Regions from separate parts of the Athene noctua genome. Here region 2 is linked to region 1. Evidence: chromatin contacts called from public Hi-C data. All regions are on one chromosome and are shown on one strand. Each heading gives the region's core, a stretch centred on a gene start, on an enhancer-like site or on the middle of the called end of the contact. The rest is flanking DNA. Distances are from core to core; before and after follow the strand shown. Region 1 holds the start of CEP112 (centrosomal protein 112). Region 2 holds the start of WIPI1 (WD repeat domain, phosphoinositide interacting 1).

Region 1 (2,700 bases), core at 80-2,579:
ACCTAGAATGTTATTGCATTTCTCTATACGCACATTTTACCATATTTACCTGACCTATGCTGTAGTTTTAGAACATGAGGCTTCATATCCACAACACAGTGGTCAAATTCTGCATCCAGATTTTCCCATACTTCCTCTTCACCATTCATTCTGAAAGAACACCAAGTAACCTGCAAAATGATTCCCATTGAAGTAGAAAAGATCAAATACTAGTACACATTAGTCTCTGTTCATCTTAGGCCATGCAACAACATGCTCTGGAACTACATGGAAAATAAAAGTATTTTATTATGTTCAAATAAACATAAACTTACGAGTGATTCTTTGCAAACAGACATTCAGTGTAATCTACAAAAATGTGTCCGTTTAGATTTGGAAATAAACAGTCAGCCATACAGAAATGTATCCAGTTACACACCACTTGTATAAAACACCTAACGGCATTTGTGTCCTAGCCCCATTCATTAATTTTTCTTCCTTAGAATTAGTCTGTTGTTTGGGGTTTTCTTTTTTAAGAAGAGGGGACAAAAGAGCATGAACAGCAAATAGACCTGTAAATTAGAAGTTACAGAACCAACAAATATTGTCAGAACCGGTTTTTTTAACACAGTACTGAAAAGACAGCCAAACAAGAGCTCTTCATCCAAGGTCACCTGTCATTAGTTTCCCAGCTTTTTGTACATTTTTCTGTACGTTTGAGCTTGCAGATTAGCACGTCTCTACCAAGTTAAGCAGAACACAACCGCCAGCGGGCCGAAGCCGCCAAGGCCGCTCCCCAGGGACAAGCCCCGTTCCCCGCGCCAGGCCCAGGCCCAGGCCCAGGCCCAGGCCCGGCCGTACCCCCCCGGGCACCCCGGCCCCGAGCTCCGCCCGCGTCCCCCACAAGACGAAAACCAGCGCTTCCCTCCCTCGGGGTGCTTCACCGCACCGCTTGCCAGGAGCCCCGAGGTTTACCACAGCGAATCACCCCGCCCGCGGGATGAAATTCGCGGGACCTGAGGCCCCAAACCGGCGCCACCCCCCGCACCCCCGGCCGGGCACCCCGCGGCCCCTCTCCCCGCAGCGCCCGCGGGACGCGCCGCCCCCTTTACCTCGCTGTCCCGCAGCGCCCAGGCCCGGGCCGGGCCGGCGGGTCCCGCTCCCCCCCAGCGGTGGAAAGGCCCCGCGCCGCGCCTGCCCGGCCGAGCGGCCAACGGTTCAAACCGGCCGCACCCCCGCTCCCGGCGGCCCGCGCGCTTCCGGTTCCGTGGGCACCGGCCCGGGGCGGGAAGCCTGAGGCGGGCGGTGGGCGCGCGGCGCCGCCTCCAGCCCCGAGCCGGGGGGGCGGTGTGTGTGCGTGCGTTATTCCTGCCCAGGAGCCGGTACGGAAAAAACTCTTGGGATTGAGAGAGCAAAACGGAGCCTCGGCCGTGGCCCCGTTACACCGCAAGAGCCCAATCACAGCCCGCGCTCGTTAATTACTGCCCGAAGTGATTAACGTCACCTCGCGCACGGTCCGTAGCGGCTGCCCCGGCCGGGCCCGCCACCCAAAACCACACACACATGCATGGATAAATATTTTATTGATCGTGCAGGCACATTAGAAATATGAACGAGGCCCAGCGGAGCCTGAGGGAGCACCAAGGGAGAAATGGGAGATGCCAGAAATTTAATGAGGGCGGTTTGGGGCCTCGTTACACGGGGGCTAAACCCGGCGGCTCAGCACGGCGGGAGAGCCTGGACCAGAGGAGTGAGGGTGCAGAAACGGCAGGAGATGACTCCGGGTTGTTTGGGGGGTGTTTCTTTGTTTTAATCGCCAGGAGGATATCAGCTATATCTAGTTTTGTATCTTCATTGTGATCGGTATTTGGGGGGGGGGCGGGGGGGGAAGCTTCCACTCAAAGCTCAGTGAAAAATATTTGTCACTCGGAAATCAAAGGTCAGTAAATCAGAAGTAGCTTTTGACTCAGAGCAACGTTTTTGTAGCTCCGTAGTGGGTGCCAGAAACATGAGCAGTTAAAATGAGACTGAAATTGCAGGTCCAGGCTGAATACTTGCAGAGGCAATTCTATCTGCAGTTTCTGAGCATTTCTAAGTGAAATTTGTTCAAGTATATCCTCGTAGATAACAGTGTGATTTTGAGTTCACTTTAAAACATTTACTGTGATAGAATCACAGAACGGTTTGGGTTGGAAGGGACCTTAAAGATCATTTAGTTCCAACCCCCTGTCCCGGGCAGAGACACCTTTTGCTAGCGCAGGTTGCCCAAAGCCCCAGATACATCATTTGCTCGATACTGCTCATGTTTCATGGGTTGTCCTATCCCAAGGACAGAGAATGTGATGGTGTGTTGCGGAATAGAAAAATGTAAAAGTGAATGCCTGGTATTTCTACACAAAAGATGCAGTTTACACTTTGTTTCATAGTCATGTAGTTACACGTGTTGTTTTGTAGTCATGTCAAGAAAACAACAATTAATCCAACAGAATCAGAGAAATCTTCCAGTCCTTTCAGCTCTTCAATCTCTTCCTGAGTCAGTGAAATGATTGTGGGTGAGTATGACCCCAAATAAAATATCTGACCTCTTTGATTCATTTATTTACCTTTCCTCAAAATCTGTCATTGGCCTTACTGTATGTATAGTGTCTAAAGTGCTTTTATCTCAAACGAGTAAGCTCTTCTAAGCTTGATTCACATGCACATATACATCAAGCAAGAATT
Region 2 (2,700 bases), core at 167-2,666, 490 kb before region 1:
GACAAGAACTCTCTGTTCCTCCCACCTCTGCTAACTAAATGGCCCCTGTAGGCAGCTAGCTGAAAGGAAGATTGACCAACATAGTTGCATCAGTCGAGCTACAAAAACAATTGTGTTGCCCAAGTCTCAGATACTTCTGTGGCTCTGCTCTATCAGTCTTAATTTTAAAACCAGCTCATGGTGATTACCCAAGCAACAGTTGCTCAGAAGCTGGTTTTTGAACTACAAGGCACCGACTCCCTGGTTTTGTTTGTTGGGTTTTTGTTTTGTTTTGTTTTAAGCTTTTTCCTGCTCCACAACTCCATTTTCCATCTGACATCCCTGTTTCAAAATCCAAGTGTGCTGATCGACAGGGACAGTCTCAGGACATTCAAAACCAGCTATTCTGTTGAATTTTGGGGTTTTATTAGAGCTTCCCACTAGGCCCCTATGAATAGAAGATGTTTTCCCCCAAAAACATGATGAATTTAAAATTATTTCCCCTGCAGCAGCCCTTGCAGTGTCCCTCATGCGCTGTGTGTCCCAGGGACGTTCTGCCATCCGCCTCACTCCAAGCTAATGTTTTGAAGCTGTGTGTTTTCATACTTCCTCCCCATAATCTATCATTGTCACAGTTGCAGGTTATAAACTCTGTGACAGGGGAATTATTACGGACACTCGAAGGCCCACACGCTGCAAAGGGGGATTAATCGAGGCGGATATATGCGTCCACATGGAGTCTGCCTCATGGAGATGGTATTGCATGTGGCTCTTTTTTCCAAAGTCCTGTGGTGCACATCAAGTGATCGAGGGCCAATGACTTCAGCACTCACATGAGGATTACTCATCTAATGAGGGGGTTTGCAGGCTCTGCCCCTGCGTTTCTGTGCGCTGCTAATGTCATCGGACTGACTTGCAGAACATCGGTCATTTAGGGACTGGCTTGGGGTTTGTTTTTCCTTGCCTCCCCCCCCCCCCCCGGCCCAGTTGATGTGACCCCACAAGGCAGCAGCGGCGTTAGAAGCTGTTCCCTACGCAAACGTTGCAAGTTTAGCGTCTAAATTTTGTCAAAAAGGGAAAAACCGCCCCTTCGGAGCACCGGCCCGCGGGTGGGCGGCGGTGACAGCGGTGTCACCACCGGCTCCCCCATCCCTCTTCCCCCCGGGAAGCCGCCACCCCCCCGTACCGCAGCGATGCGCCCCCAGATGTGCCCCCCCCCCCCCCAACATCTGCCCGGGCCCGTCTGATGCAACGACAACATCACCACGTGGCCACGCGCAGCCGTTCCCCGCCGCCAGCCAATAGCAGCCGGTTCCGCTAACCCGGGAGGCGGGACCGACCCGCCTGCCCCTCGTCCATAGGTCAATCCGCGAGTCTATCCGCGGGTGGGGCGGGTTCTCCGGCGAGGCGCGGGCCAATGGGAGGCGGCGCCGCCCCTGGGCGCCGTGGAAGCGGGCCGGGGCCGGCGCGGGGGCCGGAGCGGGCCGAGCCGCCGCGCCCGCTCCATGGAGGCCGCGGCCGAGGCCCCGGGGGGGCCCGCGGCGCTCAGCTGCTTCTCCTACAACCAGGACTGCACGTAAGCGGGGCGGGGGGCGGGCGGGGGGGCGATGGCAGCGCGGCGGAGCCCGAGCCGGGCGGGGCTGGCCCGGCCCCACCGCCCGTGACAGCTCGGAGCGGGGCCGGCCCCACGGCGGGACCCCCGCGGGATTACACACACACACACACACCCCTCCACGGGTCCGCGGGGCCCCGGGCGAGGCGCTTCTCCCCACGGCCCGAACGGGGCTGGCCCCGTGGGGTCCCCCGGCTCACAAGGCCCTACCGCTCGCCCCCCGCTTTGGGCGCACCCGGCTCTCGGTTGACATCCCAGTCGCCCCCAGGTTGGGTCCCTGGGAGGCGGCAAATTCCGAGGAATGGCTGGTTTGTCGCTTCCCCAGCAGTCTGGGAGGCAGTTTGGATGGTCAGGGAAGTGACTCCCTCCGAGGGCTTTTTCCCTTGGCCTGTGCTGTGGCCACTTTGTAGCTGGCAGAGTTGCCCAGGGCTCCGTGCGGGCTCTTGGCAAGCAGCCTGTGCCAAAGCGTGGCCCCCCCACCACCTCAAGACAACAGAGGGTTTCCTTGGAGCCTCTCGCCCTTACACCGTTGCTAACCTGGGGTTTACCCGCTGCAGAGCCAACCCTCTAAGAACCATTTCCAACCGGGACGACAACCACCCCAAAGCAGCGAGCCACATCTGGCAGCCCTAGCCCGGATTATGGGGTACCAGATAAGGATCACAGATACCAGCCTCACCCCTGGAGATATCGTTACCTGTGCAGCCCCGCTTTGCATTTGCTGGGGCTAAACAAAGAGCGCTTTGATGGGTGGTGATGTGCTGCTGACAGGAACCTACTGGCCACCGCCACCAGCACAAGCGCTGTGCGGTGGTATTCTGGGCTGGCTGCTGATTTAAGACCTAGAGCTTGCTGCTTACTATATCTGGAACCGAGTGGAGCCAGCACTTGGCATGAGCGTGCCTTGCGCTGCATGCCTGCACCCACTGCTGTGGGCAGGGAGAGCAAAGCTTCCCCAGCCCTCACAACTCAGGGTGTCAGTGCAAATAGGTCAGCTCTCGGTTTAGGAAACAGCCCCTTTTTATGTCACAGAGGTCCTGTTTGCAGCCTCCTGGGTAGAGCTAATGCCTGTTTGTTCATTTACTAGCCACAGGACCATACAAATGTCT

What was found. Hi-C and Micro-C count contacts between places; a contact is called where the count stands out from the background.
Region 2: a contact with region 1 is called in a Hi-C map of heart, with 3 times the contacts expected there. The contact joins the promoter of WIPI1 here to the promoter of CEP112 in region 1. A contact is called at or near these places in 2 of 2 Hi-C or Micro-C datasets (heart and liver).

The regions. Positions count from the first base shown.
Region 1 is chr18:11,390,889-11,393,588 of bAthNoc1.hap1.1, reverse strand. It overlaps CEP112 (centrosomal protein 112), which reads right to left and starts at 1,329. Exons shown (of 27, transcript XM_074922183.1): 1 at 1,092-1,329; 2 at 55-209.
Region 2 is chr18:11,879,989-11,882,688 of bAthNoc1.hap1.1, reverse strand. It overlaps WIPI1 (WD repeat domain, phosphoinositide interacting 1), which reads left to right and starts at 1,416. Exons shown (of 13, transcript XM_074922047.1): 1 at 1,416-1,555. The coding sequence starts at 1,485.